Linked DNA regions of Mus musculus: all the other regions are linked to region 1. Evidence: chromatin contacts called from public ChIA-PET data. All regions are on one chromosome and are shown on one strand. Each heading gives the region's core, a stretch centred on a gene start, on an enhancer-like site or on the middle of the called end of the contact. The rest is flanking DNA. Distances are from core to core; before and after follow the strand shown. Region 1 overlaps Cnot10 (CCR4-NOT transcription complex, subunit 10). Region 2 holds the start of Tmppe (transmembrane protein with metallophosphoesterase domain). Region 3 overlaps Glb1 (galactosidase, beta 1).

Region 1 (4,736 bases), core at 834-3,333:
AAAGGTATGCACCACCATGGGCCAGCTCAAAATGTCTTTAGTAAATAAACTGTTTTGTGGTTCAGCTGATAGAGTGCTCGTCCAACAAGTATGAAAGCCCCCATTCCCTCCTGGCATTGCATAAACCAGGCATGATGGTGTGTGTCTTTAATTCCCAAGACGTGGGAGGGAGTAGCCAAAGGTCACCCTCAGCTACCTAGTGAGTAAGCCTGGTCTATGTGAGACCTTGTCTCAAAATTTCTATAATGAATACTTAAAAATGTCTAATATCAGCCGGGCGTGGTGGCACATGCCTTTAATCCCAGCACTCGGGAGGCAGAGGCAGGCGGATTTCTGAGTTCGAGGCCAGCCTGGTGGACAAAGTGAGTTCCAGGACAGCCAGGGTTACACAGAGAAACCCTGTCTCAAAAAACCAAAAAAAACCAAAATAAACAAAAAAAAAAAAAAAAAAAAAGGAAAGAAAGAAAGAAATAAATGAAAGTGTTGAATGGAGATGCAGTTTACAGGTGATACGAGAGAGCAGACCTTCCAGCAGGGATGGTGGCTCACACCTCTGATCCAGCAGCACCAGGGAGGCTGAGGCAGAAGGCTCACTACACTTTTGAAGCTGATTTGGGGGGGAAAAAAAAAGGCTTTTCTTTTCTTGCTTACTCTTTTATTTTATTTTTTATTTTTTATTTTTGGAGACAGGGTTTCTTTGCTTAACAGCCCTGTCTGTCCTGGAACTCAAGTTGAAGACCAGGCTGACCTCTGTCTGTCTTTGTCTCCTGACTGTTGGGATAAAAGGTGTGTGCTACCACATCTAGTTGGCACTTTAAAAAAAAAAAAAAAAAATATATATATATATATATATACATATATATATATATATATATATACACACTTTTAAAATGTGTGTATGTGATTATCTGTGGTCGTAGATGTGCTATGGAACACACATGGTGGCCTGCCTGCCCACCTCACCCCAGGTTGGCTCCTAATAGTCAACAAATGTTAAAAAAAAAAAAAAAAGCTGTCTCTGGCACACATGACTTTCAAATATCCCCACTGTTATCCTAACTGTGTTTCTCTTCTTTCCTATTTCTCCAGACAGGGTTCTGTTACATATCCCAGGCTAGTAGCTTGTTGTCCTTCTGCTCCCAGAATGGGCCACAGGAGTGTGCCATCATACCTGGCTCTGGCCTCCAAGCCGCTCTTTAAGAGCCTATCTTGTCTCAAGTGCTCTGATCACTCAGCTTGCCTCTCCTTTGGTATGAGTGAATTTTGGAACTGCTGGAGGAAGTTTGGGAAGCTATCTAAAGGACAGACAGACAGACAGACAGACAGACAGGTTTGCTGAAGAAGTCCTAAAGGACTTTTGCCAAGGTGGGTACATTGGTTAGTTTTTTTGTCAAATTGACACAGCTAGAGTAACTTGGGAAGAGGCACCTCAACTGAGACAAGGCCTAGAGGCAAGTCTGTGGGGCTTTTTCTTGACTGCTGACTGACACAGAAAGACCCAGTCCACTGTGGGTGGTGCCAGCCTGGGCAGATGCATCTGGGTTGTGTAAAAAAGCACAGTGAGCTATGGGAAGCAAGCCATGTGGAATAGGCCTGTCTAGGGGGAGGTGCTGATACTGAGAGCTGGTTCTCTAATTGGTTCTTGATTTGGTCAATAAAGGAGGCCAGGAGCCAATCACTGGGCAGAAGGGACAGGTGGGATTTCCGGGTCCCAGGAGGAGAAGGCTTTGGAAGGAGAAGCATGAAACAATCATGCAAGATCTTGGAGAAGCTAGAAGCAGCGGCCGCTGCCACTGGAGGTCTGCAGAGGCCGCTGGTACAGATAGGATGATAAGTTTAGAGCAGGAGACTCTGTGCCCAGCAACTGTGCTAGCAGGCAAGTTCTAAAGTAATAAAACTGTCTTGAGTGTTTTCCAACTGAGGAGCAAAGGGGGTTAGAGAGAGACATGGGTCAGTTATGGCAGCCTGGTGAAGCTAAGCCAAGAGGAACACAAGAGAAGCTGAGAGCGAGCTGTAGAGCGAGGCAGCTCTTAGGCCAGCCAGAAGTGGCTCACACTCAGAGCTAAGCTGGGAGGGGCCAGAGGGCTGCTGCTGTCTAGGTCAAAGGCAGGGGTGTGTTTTTTAAAACCACATGCAACAGAGTTCTTCCTCAGCTTCTATCTGCTTCAGTTCCTGTCCCAGTTTCCCTCAACAGTAAGCGATCAAGACCTTGCCGTCCTGTGGTGAGTTGAGTAAGAATGGCCCCCTTAGACTCATATATATGAATCTTAGCCAACAGAGAGTAGCACTATTTAAAAGGATTAGAAGGTGTGGCCTTGTTGGAAGAAGTGTGTCACTAGGGGTGGGCTTTGAGTGTTCAAAAGCTCAAGCCAGGTCCCAGCATCTCATTCTTCCTGCTGCGGTTGGATCCAGATGGAGAACTCAGCACCATGTCTGCCTGTGTGCTACCACATGCCCTACTATGACAAGAATGGACTAAACCTCTGAAACTGTCAGGTGACGGATGGTTACCTGCACGTCTCGCTGCTCTCGCTGCTTTCCGTGTTCCCTCCAAGCTGGCTGCTGCTCTTGGAGCCATTTTCCTGCTTGGGATCTTGCTGTTCTTCAGGTAACAGCAACAAGGCATTTCTGAGACAGATGGCTGCAAACTCCACACTGGCTACAGGAATGGCTGAAGACTGACCATCACTTCAAAGAACAAGACAAAATAGCTTTACAGACTGTAGAAAAATAAACCAGACTTTTCTTTTTTCTTTTTTGGTTTTTTGAGACAGGGTTTCTCTGTACAGCCTTGGCTGTCCTGGAACTCACTCTGTAGACCAGGCTGGCCTTGAACTCAAAAATACGCCTGCCTCTGCCTCCAGAGTGCTGGGATTAAAGGCTGCGCCACCACGCCCGGCCAGACTTTTTTGCTATAAGGAATCATTAACTGTGATGGCACACGCTTTTGATCCTAGCACTCAGAGGCAAAGACAGAGAAACCCTATCTCAACACAATTAAAAAAAAAAAAAAAAAACCAGAATCATTAACTGTTACTGAACTTTCTCTCATGTACAAAAAGTTTAATAAAAGCTGTTATAAGCAAATGGTAAAAAAAAAAATCCAACCCCAAATCTCACACAAGACATAAAACTACAAAGGACTGTAAGCACATATATCAGAACAGGAGGAGACTCTGCACTGTCAATACTAACGCAAGACAACTGTAGGTGGAGCCATGAGAATGGAGGCACACTAGAATGCACAGGGTGTGGGCTGGGCTGGAGACAGCTCAGCAGTTAGGAGCGCCAGCTGTTGTTGTAGAATCTGACTTTCGGCACCCACATGGTGGCTCAGGACTGTGTGTAACTCTGTCCCAGGAGACCTGATACTCTCTTCTCAACTCCTTGAGAACCAGGCATGCATGTGGTGCACATAAACGCCCACAAAATATCCCCCAAAACTTAAAACCTAAGTCAGCACACGGTCAACACTATTATAATTTTTTTGCCTGTAAATATTTTTAATCAGAGGTCGGCTGAATCCCTGGATGGGAACTCACAGACAAGGCTGAGGAGCAATTCTCTAGGAAGCAGACATGAGCTAAAATAAAAAGGAGACAAATGCCCTCTTCTGGACATTCTGACTCATGGCAATGAGTAGTGTGCTTCCTTAGGGTCTGTCTGTATCCACAGAAGCTCTAAATCATAATTACAGTAGACAGACCAACTCACTACAGACTCACTCAGTTTGGGCCTGTTTAATGATGTAGCAATAAACTGTCACCACAAAGCAATTCCTCCTGTGAAACGGTCAAGCCCAAGCTACTGCCCACTAAAAGCACGGCACCGACAGTGTTGTTACAGAGACACACTGGCTCATGGCAAAATACTCACTTGTAGACAGTGTTCTGAATTGACTGTGATGCCAGAACTATTTTACGGTGATATCCCTGACCAACAATAGACTGTACAATGCCTTTTTTGGTGGGAAGACCTTTAGTTTCTTGCTCAGAAGTCTAGAAAACAAAAAATATTTAAGATAAAATGTAAAGAAACAGTAAAAATGGCATAAAATATGGTCAAATAATTTACAAGTATTATGGCCTTTTTTTTTTTTTTTAAAGATTTCTTTATTTCTGAGTACACTGTAGCTGACCACTAGAAGAGATTATCAGATCTCATTAGAGATGGATGTGAGCCACCATGTGGATGCTGGTAACTGAACTCAGGACCTCTAAAAGAGGTTAGTCAGTGCTCTTAACCTCTGAGCCATCCCTCCAGCCCCAGTTATTATGTTCTATAATGTATTTATTTTATGTACACAAATGTTTGCCTGTTGATATGAATATGTACCACGTGTGCACCTGGTGCCTGTGGAAGCTGACGAGGGCTTGGATCCCCTGAACTACAGGCAGCTGTGTACCACCATGTGATTACAAACCTACCCTAGGTTCTCTGCAAGAGAAGCAAGTGTCCACCTCTCCAGCACCAAATTTTAGAATTAAGAATTTGTGTTTGTGTGTGTATGAGACAGGATTTTGTTCTGTAGCTCAAGCTGGCCTCAAACTTTCAATCCTTCTGCTTCAACCTCCTGTGTGCTAGGATTACTATCATAGCCACTTTGTGAAACTACATTTCCCCACCCTCCCAACCCCTGCACTGTGTATTTGTGTATGTGGTACATATGTGCCTGGTTTTGAATCAGAGGCCTGGGGGTAACATACAAAGATGTGCTAGATTTTTCTCCTATTTGT
Region 2 (4,736 bases), core at 1,465-3,964, 210 kb before region 1:
ACCAGGATGTGGTAGCAAAGGGTCTACACCTTCCTGCACAGAGAAAATAGCTCATATGCTTATATTCCCGACCGTAAATTGCTCATCCCTCCCCAGAAAGAGGCACCTATTGAACTGTGGGGACCAATGGAATGATCACAACATTTGGCTAATGCGCTATTTAGTGATGTTTCATCAACCACTGATGAAACCAAAACTTATGGAAAGTGGCAGCCTGTAGACCGGGGGATGGAATGGCCATCACTGAGGAAGGACCACAAAATCAGTGCAGCACTATTGCCTGTAAGACAAACCACTAGGAAAGCAAAGGGAAGATGTCTGTCTTCTCTAATTCATGTGCAATGGTATAGCAGCTATACGGCCATCAAAACGGAAAACCACTAACTGATGGATAAATGGCAAAGATATCTGGTCCTGGTTGTTGGGGGACGGAGGGACAGAAATGGAAGCAGGAAAACCTAACAAACTTAGCAAAGATATCAAATTATGTGTAGCCCATACAGGCAAGAGAGTCAAAATGTCCAAAAATAATGAAACAGTGTAGAAACATCCCCTGTGTGGAAATTTACTAGAGGACACATCAGGTCTAGAGATGTCTATCTAGAGTGGCATGTAACCCAGGCTAGCCTCTTATTTGTGGAAATCCTTCTGCCTCCCCCTATAGAGCATTAATGATTACAGGTGAAAGCCACCACACCACAGTGGCTTAGACCACCAAAGACAGAGCTAAAATGTCATGGACAAACTGGAGATCCAGGTGAGAAGATGACAGGAGTTCATTTAGAATCCAGTGAAGGAGTTAGTCTGTCAATAACCTAATTTAACTACATGTTCTACCTATCAAAACACACTGTGAGAGTGGACAAGGCAGTATACACCTCCCATCTTAGCATCTAGGAGGCAGAGGCAGGCAAGTTCTCTGTTTCACATAGAATCTCAGGGCAGCCAGAGCTGCATAATAAAGGCCCTGTTTTATAGAACTAAAACAACCACTGAACCATAGTAAGTTCAAGGACAGCCTTGAGATCCTGTTTTTTAAAAAAATTCAAATTTTGGGCTGGGCGTGATGGTACACACCTTTAATCCCAGCACTTGGGAGTCAGAGGCAGGCAAATTTGAGTTCAAGGCCAGACTGGTCTACAGAGTGAGTTCCAGGACAGCCAGGGCTACGCAGAAAAACCCTGTCTCGAAAAACCAAAAAAAAAAAACCAAAAAAAAAAACAGCTTTATTTAGGATATTTATTTGTATATTAGTATATATGACCCCGTGTGTGAATGCCCACATGTGTGTATGTGCGCCATGGTGTACATGTGGAGGTCAGAGAATGATATCTGGTGTGTGTCCTGCTCTGAGGCCGTTTGTCCTACTGTTCTCCTTTGCATAACCCAGGCTACCTGGCCCCAGAGTTCAGGATTCGCCCATCTCACTGTAGGAGTGCTGCGCTGTGCAGGTTCTGAGAGTACTCACTCCCGCCTCCCTCTCACATCGTCGTGCCCCACCCGTATCCCCACCCCAAACCCTCTATCACTAAAAACAACTACCAGCCCAGTCTTCAGGCTATCTTCTAGAGTTCCAGGCCAGCTAAAGATACACAGTGAGGCCGGGCGTGGTGGCGCACGCCTTTAATCCCAGCACTTGGGAGGCAGAGGCAGGCGGATTTCTGAGTTTGAGGCCAGCCTGGTCTACAAAGTGAGTTCCAGGACAGCCAGAGCTACACAGAGAAACCCTGTCTCAAAAATCCAGAAAAAAAAAAGATACACAGTGAGAAGCTGCCTCAGAAAAACAAACAGAAAGAAAGAAGGAGAGAGAGAGAGAGAGAAGGAAAGAAAGAAAGAAAGAAAGAAAGAAAGAAAGAAAGAAAGAAAGAAAGAAAGAAAGAAAGGAAGAAAGAAAGAAAGAAAGAAAAAGGGGATTTAGGGGTGTGGCCCAATAGTAGAGTACTTGCCTAGAATTAATGAGGACCTGAGACTCACCGATAGCATTGCAAAAAGTAAGTGAAATAAATAAATAAATAAATAAATGAGATAATGCCTAAAATAAATGAATATTGTTATTGACTACAACTCATTAAAGCTGGGAAAATCTCATGTATATTTAAGTCAACGTCAACTAAAGCAGAGGTGATGACCCATGGCTATACTTCCAGCATTCAGGAGGCAGTAGGCGGAAGATCAGAAGTTGCCAGAGGGAAGGGCTACTGTTCTCATTAAAAATCAGGGCACTTCAAAATAACTTGGCCATAGCTGAGTCACACTTAGAATTCCTCTGTAACCTACTACAGTGCTTCTTCACCTTTGCTTTCACTGAACCTCGGAGCTGGGTCCGGGTCTAGGACTTCAGGGTTTCTGGGCTGGGGCCCAGAGTCTGCATTTCCATGTTTAAGTCTCGTTGGCCTGTGGACCACACCTTGTGAATGTTAGACCACGTGCTAGGGAGAGTTTTAGGGGCTAGGCTTCTAAGGCCAGAGCACTGAGGACTGACTGGCTGGTTTCCTCTTCCCTGCTCAGTTCTTTTCTGGCAGCCGGGACAGGCTGAAGGCCCCTGTGAATGGCCAGCCCCTGAACTTCATCATTGCTCATTCAGGGGTGCCGCCATTCCGGAAGGAAACACAGTTGTGGGAGATGCATAGACCACAGCTGCTTCTGAGTCACGTGGCCTACAGAGGCTGGACCTCCACTCGCAGCACAGAGCCTCGGGGCGGGGCGGAGCTGGGGGCGGGTCCTGGCATAGGGTCCTCAACAACCCCCGGAGGTGCAGCGGCTGGCCAGAGCGCCCACTGCCTAACGGAGAGACCCCATCGTGGCGCGATCATGCTCCGGGTCCCCCTGTGTACGCCGCTCCCGCTCCTGGCACTGCTGCAACTGCTGGGCGCTGCGCACGGCATCTATGTAAGTCTCCGGTGCCACCGCGCGGGGACGCTCCGCCGCTGGGAAGCGGGCAGAGGCCGAGGAAAGCCGCGGCTCTGCAAAGTCGGGATCCGGGTTACCCTCGATCACCCGCTCAGAGCAGGCAGGCCGCCGAGGCGCAGGCAGTGGTCGGGCCTCCCGTAGGAGGCGGGCCGGACGGGCGGGGCGCGCGTCCTTCCTGGTTGCTGGCGCGCGTGGGTTCCGCTGCGGCGGTCCCGTGTGCACGGACCTGCTTCCCGGTTTGTGCAGCGCGGTCGGGGGCTAGCTGAGGTGCGCCTGAGTCTTTCCAGCTTCGGTTTCTGGGGAGAGGGGTCCAGGCTGCGCGGGGCTGCTAGAGGGCTCCGCGGGCAGTGGCGTGGGGCGCGATCCTTGCGGAGTTCGGGCTTCATGGAACGCTCCGGAAGGAGAAAAAATGGGGTCAGGAGTGGCTCCTGCAGTGGGGTCACAGGAATATTCGCTTTCAGAGACTTCTCCCTTTTCAAACATACTGTTCATGTTTCTCGCTAGCCACCTGCTGGCTGCTTTTAGTTTGAGGTGTGCATCGCCTTGTTTGTTGGAAGCCTTTTTCTTCTTTTAGGGTTTGGCGGTGCGGGAGGAGGGTGGGAAGAGGCCAAGTGCTACAGGCGAGGTCTGGGTGGCAGGGCAGTGGCTGAGGCGCGTGGGACACGCACCTGGGGAGGTCTGCACCGAACCTGCGAAGGGGACAGGGCGTGGTGGAACGGGGCTCCTACTCATTTGCACTTTGAGCGAGTCACCTTGGGGCCCTCCAGATGGACTGAGTCGGGTAAGTTCAAGTACTTGGTAGTAGACTTTGAACCTTGTAGACTTGTAAAAATTACACTCTTGGAAATGGCACACGTTTATCTAAAACCAGAGTTGAAACTTGTTTAAGTTTCTGGAAAACAGTTGCTGAAAATGCTTTCGATTAAGGAGAACGAAAATTTAGTGCCGGCTGCTCCGTCAGAGCTTGAGGTCTTGAGAACCAGTGGGCAGAGGCTCCAACAGGTAGGGGAAAGGAACCCATATATCTGGAGTGTCAGGATGGGCAGGAAGAGATAAGGATTTATGGAGGTGTCACCAGTCTGATGTAAGTCACCAGGCAAGAAATTGAGGTGCCCTGTGAGAGCCGAACCCTGAGACGCTGCTTTGTGATCTCCGCGGGAATTCTTAATTATGTAGCTATCCCTCTTGAGCAGTTAGATTAGAGCCAAGAAATTCCAGCCAACTGGCTTTCAGTTATTTTTGTTTGTTTGCATCTGCAACGTTAACTCTCAAACTTCAGACCTAGATTAAAAATTAAAGCCGGGTGGTGGTGGTACACACCTTTAATCCCAGCACTCGGGAGGCAGAGGCAGGCAGATTTCTGAGTTCGAGGCCAGCCTGGTCTACAGAGTGAGTTCCAGGACAGCTAGGGCTACACAGAGAAACCCTGTCTCTAAAAACAAAACAGAACAAAACAAAAAAAAATAAAATGTGTGTGTGGGGTTGTTTAGTTTTGGGGGGGGAGTTGGTTTTGTTTTTTTTTCCTTTTTCAAGACAGGGTTTCTCTTTGTAGCCCTGGTTGTCCTGGAACTCACTCTGTAGAGCAGGCTGGCCTGGAAGTCAGAGATTCTCCTGCCTCCACCTCCTCCTCCTCTCCCTCCTCCTTCTGTTGTTGTTGTTGTTAGATTTATTTATTTTTCTATGTGACTATACTGTAGCTATCTTCAGACACACCAGAAGAGGACATTGGGTCCCATTACAGATGGTTGTGAGCCACCATGTGGGTGCTGGGAATTAAACTCAGGACCTCTGAAAGAACAGTCCATATTTTTAGCTGATAAGCCATC
Region 3 (4,736 bases), core at 1,148-3,647, 170 kb before region 1:
CAGAGGGCTGCTGAGTTAGAAGGGGAAGAAAACCTTGCAGGCTCACGGTTAGCTGCAGTAGTGTCGCTATCTCAAGGGCTGCAGGTGTCACCCTCTAGGTACAGTGCCAACTTAGCCTGCACAAGGTCCCAGTACTGCCAAACCAGGTTTGGTGATACATAGCTGTGACCCCAGATACACACCCATAGTCCCTGATATACACCTGTGACCCCAGATACACACCTGTGATTCTAGCACCTGAGAGAGACACCTGGGATCCCAGATACACACCTGTGATCCCAGAAACACCTGTGACCCTCTGACATACACCTGGGACCCCAGATACACACCTGGGACCCCAGATACACACCTGGGACCCCAGATACACGCCTGTGATCATAGCACCTGAGAGAGACACCTGTGAGCCCAGATACACACCTGTGATCCCAGCACCTGAGAGACACACCTGTGATCCTGACATCTGAGAGATAAGAGGCAGAAGACCAGAAGTCCGTTATCGGCCTTGGATGCATAGCTTGTTTGAAGCTATCCTGGGCCTCGTCTGAAAGAAAGAAGAAAAGGGACGAAAGACCACCCCTGCCCCCAGCCCACCCCCAATCCCTCACAGGAACCAGCTTCCAGGGCAGGACTCCTCATGTGTCTCTCATGCATGGGTAAATTTCCAAAGGACTGGCCAAAAGGGAACCTAACCCTGTAAGTATCCACTTTGACAAGCTTAGAAGTTTCTGGTCTAGACTCTGCACCATGAACAATAATTGCAAGGGATTTTTTTTTTTTTTTTTTTTTTTTTTGGTGCTTTTATGTGCCCAGCCTTGAGTCTGCTCATTGGTCTTGTCACAGGTCACATTCTGGGAAGTTGTATTGATTATGCTTCCCATTGCTGTGAGAAAAACCTAACAAAACCAAACCTGAGGAAGTGGTCAGGAGCTCGAAGCCGTTGGCCGAGTCATCTCTGCAGTCAGGAAAGGGCCAGAGATGAGTGCTGGCTGGGACTCGACTGGTTTTGTCTTTACTGTGGGACACCAGCCCATGGGATGGTAGCTTCTTCCCTATCTAGGTAGAGCCTCTCCTAGGTGCGTCTAAGTCAATAATATCAATAATATTATTGACTGTCGAGTCAATAATATCAGCCATCACAGAAAATGTTCCTTGGGTATGTTCTCAGGGGCAGCACCGGTCCCACAAAAACAACAGGGTGTAGAAGACAAGGTGATGTAACTGTGAATGAGATGGGGGGTTGGGGGACATGTGATGTAACTGTGAGAGAGATGTCGGGGTGATTTAACTCTGTGAGAAAGTCGGTGGTGATGTAACTCTGTGGGCGACTTCGGCCTATCCTAAGGAAACCTTAGAGTCTTGGGGGCAGGGGGGGGCAGGGAAAAGTGGTTCTACGTCCCCAGACTGATTGGCTGTTAGAGAAAGGCTTTCCCTGGAGGGATGTAAACGGAGAAAAAGCAGATCAGAGCACTGGCTGCTCTTCCAGAGGACCCAGGTTCGATTCCCAGCACCCACATCTGCAGCCCTAGTCCCAGGGGATCTGATACACTCTTCCAGCCTCTGTGGATCACACACGGCGTGCAGACATATATGCCTGTGAAACACGTATGCACATAACATGCAAAATGAGAGTGACCTTGAACTTCTAATCTTCCTGCTCCACCTCCCAGATGCTCAGTTACAGGCATGGGCCAGCACATCCGGGGTCTGCTGTGCTGGGCAAGTGCTTGACCAGCTGTAGAAATGCTATCCCCCCTCTTACCATTTGGGGCTTTAATGTGCCTTCCACTTCTCCTCACCCCAACGTTGAGCCCCTGAGCAATGACCTCAAGTGACTGACTGGTGACCTTTTCTGTCTTCCAGGTGCCAACACGCCCTATGAGCCACAGCCCACCAGCTATGACTACGACGCCCCACTGAGCGAGGCTGGGGACCTCACTAAGAAGTATTTTGCTCTTCGAGAAGTCATTCAGATGGTGGGTCCTTCGAACTCTCAGAGAGCTGGGCTGCTGGGGGGCCTGCTGTGAACTCCTCATGGCTCTGTGGATGGATCCCTTGCTAACGGAGGTGAAGGAGGGAGGCACAGGTTTTGGGTACGGTGTGCCTGGGGAAGACCCCATGAGTTTATCAGCAAAGGCTCTAGGCTCTGCACCCTTCATCTGTGAGGCTGGGATTAGGGTTCCTAACCATGCGATAGGGAGAGCAAAGGACATGTGTGAGCCATCCGGCGTGGTCTCTGACACTGTGGGCAGCAAGTAGAAGCCAGAAGATACGTCCCTGTGGTGGCTCGAATGTATAGGGAGGAAAATTGATAGCCACCAGTGTGCAGAGCATCTGTGGTCTGTGCAGAGGGAGATGCTGTGCTCCACCTGGGGCAGTCGACTGCTGTTTCCTCTAGCTGGCTCGGGAACGTCTCTGTTCTGCCAGCAGCCAGCCTTTGAAGCACCTAAAGCTCTCAGGTGGGGTTTCCTGTCTCTGTGGTGAATTGAAAAAAAAAAAAAAAAGCAAACCCACAATTTTTTTGCTCAGTCACCTGGTTTTGAAGTTTTCTGCCAATAAGTGGTAAAAGTTAGGTGTCGTGTAATGTCAGTGTAAGCATGTGTTAAGATTTGTGTTCAGAAATATTTTCATATTTTGGGGGGGAGGGGGGCTTATGTTTTGAGACAGGGTCTCTCTGTGTAGATGAGATTCCTACTTTGAACTCACAGAGATCTGCCTGCCTCTGTCTCCCGAGAGCTGTGCACCACCACCTGGCATGTTATGGAAAAAGAGCATGATATAAACCTAGTGTGGTGCATGCCTGCAACCCAGATACTGAGCAAGAGGATCGATCAGGAGTCAAGTCATCCTCAATTATATGATGGCTCGAGGCCTCAGCTACATAGATGAAAGCAGAGAGGGGAGGAGGGGGGAAGAAAGAGAAATATATATTTTCATTTAAATTTCCTTTCTCTTTTTTATTAATAGTTTTTTATTTATTATTTAAGATTTGCCTCGAGCCAGGCATGGTGGCGCACACCTTTAATCCCAGCACTTGGGAGGCAGAGGCAGGTGGATTTCTGAGTTCGAGGCCAGCCTGGTCTACAGAGTGAGTTCCAGGACAGCCAGGGCTACACAGAGAAACCCTGTCTCGAAAAAACCAAAAAAAAAAAAAAAAAAAGATTTGCCTCTGTGTGTGTGTGTGGATACCCAAGGGTCCCAAAAAGGTCATTGAATCCCCTGGAGCTGGAGTTAGCAGGCAGTTGTGAGCTGTCCAATGTTGTGAATTCAAGTGGAGTTTCCTGAAGGAGCAAGAAGCCCCCTTAACCTGTATCTGAATGGAGCCTCCAGCCCAATACATTGTAACTCTTGATACACTGAGTCTGGTTTCTGTTTTGCACCTGTGTATGTCTCTGATTGTAATTGTAACTTTTTTTTTAAGATTTTTATTTATTATATGTAAGTACACTGTAGCTATCTTCAGACACATCAGAAGAGGGCATCAGATCTCATTAAGGATGGTTGTGAGCCACCATGTGGTTGTTGGGATTTGAACTCAGGACCTTTGGAAGAGCAGTCAGTGAGTGCTCTTAAGCACTGAAGTATCTCTCCAACCCGTAATTGTAAATTTTGTTGTTGTTGTTGTTTTATTGTTGTTGTTTTTCGAGGGTTTCTCTGTTTAGCTCTGGCTTTTCTGGAACTCACTTTGTAGACCAGGCTGGCCTCGAACTCAGAAATCCGCCTGCCTCTGCCTCCCGAGTGCTGGGATTAAAGTCGTGTGCCACCACGCCCAGCTTATAATTGTAATTCTTGATACACAGAGACTGGTTTCTGTTTTGCACGTGTGTATGTTTGTGTTTGTAAGTGTAGCATGTCTTCCTCAGCCTCTCCCCACCCTAGTTTTGAGGCAGAGTCTCTCACTGCCCCTGGAGTTCACTGGCAAGCAGCGCCCCCCGCCCCCCTACTCTCCAATGCCTAGCTTTTTGTGGGTCCGGGGGTTAGAACTCAGCTCCTTTGCTCGAGTGGCTGGCACTTCAGCACCTGAGCCCCATGCAGAGATCAATTTCGGCTATTATTATTATTATTATTGTTATTTCTTCTTTATGCTCCCCGTTCTCTTATTTTTCTTCTCTGTATTACTGTCTCTTCGCCTTGTTTGAGGATGCTTTTGTTTTCTTGTTTCACCATCTTCTGGTTAGGAAGTTTGTTTTTCTCTGTGTTTCTGGTTTCTTACCTATTCAAGCATGTTATCTCTTTCCTTAGAAGAACAAACAAGGCTCCCAAGGCTACTGTGTATGGGAAGTGAGCTGTCACAGCAGCCAACGCCCTGTGGGAGCCTCCCTGATACCCCCCTGCCCTGAGCTAGCCATTGCCTCAACTCCTGTTACCACATAGTCATGGAACTTGTTTTGAACTTGAAATAACTAAATTCATACAAACACAAAATGGATTCATACAGTTGGTAAGTCTGGCCCTCAGGAAGCTCCGCCCCTCAGTATTAGTTTATTAATCACGTAGAGCCCCTGGATAGAGAGTGCTTGCCGGGCACACGTGGAGCCCTGGATTTGATCTCCAGAGCTGTGAAGGGTGTGGTGATGCAGTCCTAACATTCAGGAGGAGGAAGAGCAAGAGATTCAGAGTCATCCTTGGCTACATAGTAAATTTGAAAAATGTACTAAGGGGCTGGTGAGATGGCTCTGCAGGTGAAGGCCTTTCCTTGACTTCAGTCCTCAGTACCCAGGAAACCTAAGCTGGCCATG

The links. ChIA-PET counts read pairs in DNA pulled down with a chosen protein or histone mark.
Region 2: a contact with region 1 is called in an RNA polymerase II ChIA-PET map of memory CD8 T cells, with 30 read pairs. The contact joins the promoter of Tmppe here to the enhancer-like site in region 1. A contact is called at or near these places in 5 of 39 promoter capture datasets (the 3T3-L1 cell line, the C10 cell line, cranial neural crest and 1 more), 6 of 484 Hi-C or Micro-C datasets (CD4 single positive thymocytes, CD8 T cells, DN2 thymocytes and 3 more), 7 of 115 datasets of contacts at active chromatin or transcription factors (acute myeloid leukemia, bone marrow-derived macrophages, embryonic stem cells and 3 more) and 3 of 9 other capture datasets (adipose tissue, liver and pancreatic islet).
Region 3: a contact with region 1 is called in an RNA polymerase II ChIA-PET map of memory CD8 T cells, with 10 read pairs. The contact joins two enhancer-like sites. A contact is called at or near these places in 1 of 484 Hi-C or Micro-C datasets (nephron progenitors) and 4 of 115 datasets of contacts at active chromatin or transcription factors (embryonic stem cells and memory CD8 T cells).

What each region holds. Positions count from the first base shown.
Region 1 is chr9:114,611,113-114,615,848 of GRCm38.p6, forward strand. It overlaps Cnot10 (CCR4-NOT transcription complex, subunit 10), which reads right to left. Exons shown (of 20, transcript NM_153585.5): 11 at 3,877-3,998; 12 at 2,512-2,688. Among named protein-coding and RNA genes, the nearest start is that of Gm51659, 22 kb to the right of the region's middle. Within about 2 kb of position 2,084, at least 53 of the 459 cell types and tissues checked have an H3K27ac peak or open chromatin away from gene starts, as enhancers often do. A contact at or near this core is called in CD8 T cells, acute myeloid leukemia, adipose tissue and 2 more, where this site is marked.
Region 2 is chr9:114,398,381-114,403,116 of GRCm38.p6, forward strand. Tmppe (transmembrane protein with metallophosphoesterase domain) reads left to right here and starts at 2,715. Exons shown (of 2, transcript NM_001200002.1): 1 at 2,715-2,889. It overlaps Glb1 (galactosidase, beta 1), which reads left to right and starts at 2,698. Exons shown (of 16, transcript NM_009752.2): 1 at 2,698-2,889. The coding sequence starts at 2,812.
Region 3 is chr9:114,441,149-114,445,884 of GRCm38.p6, forward strand. It overlaps Glb1 (galactosidase, beta 1), which reads left to right. Exons shown (of 16, transcript NM_009752.2): 10 at 1,861-1,973. Among named protein-coding and RNA genes, the nearest start is that of Gm30254, 18 kb to the right of the region's middle. Within about 2 kb of position 2,398, at least 35 of the 459 cell types and tissues checked have an H3K27ac peak or open chromatin away from gene starts, as enhancers often do. A contact at or near this core is called in memory CD8 T cells, where this site is marked.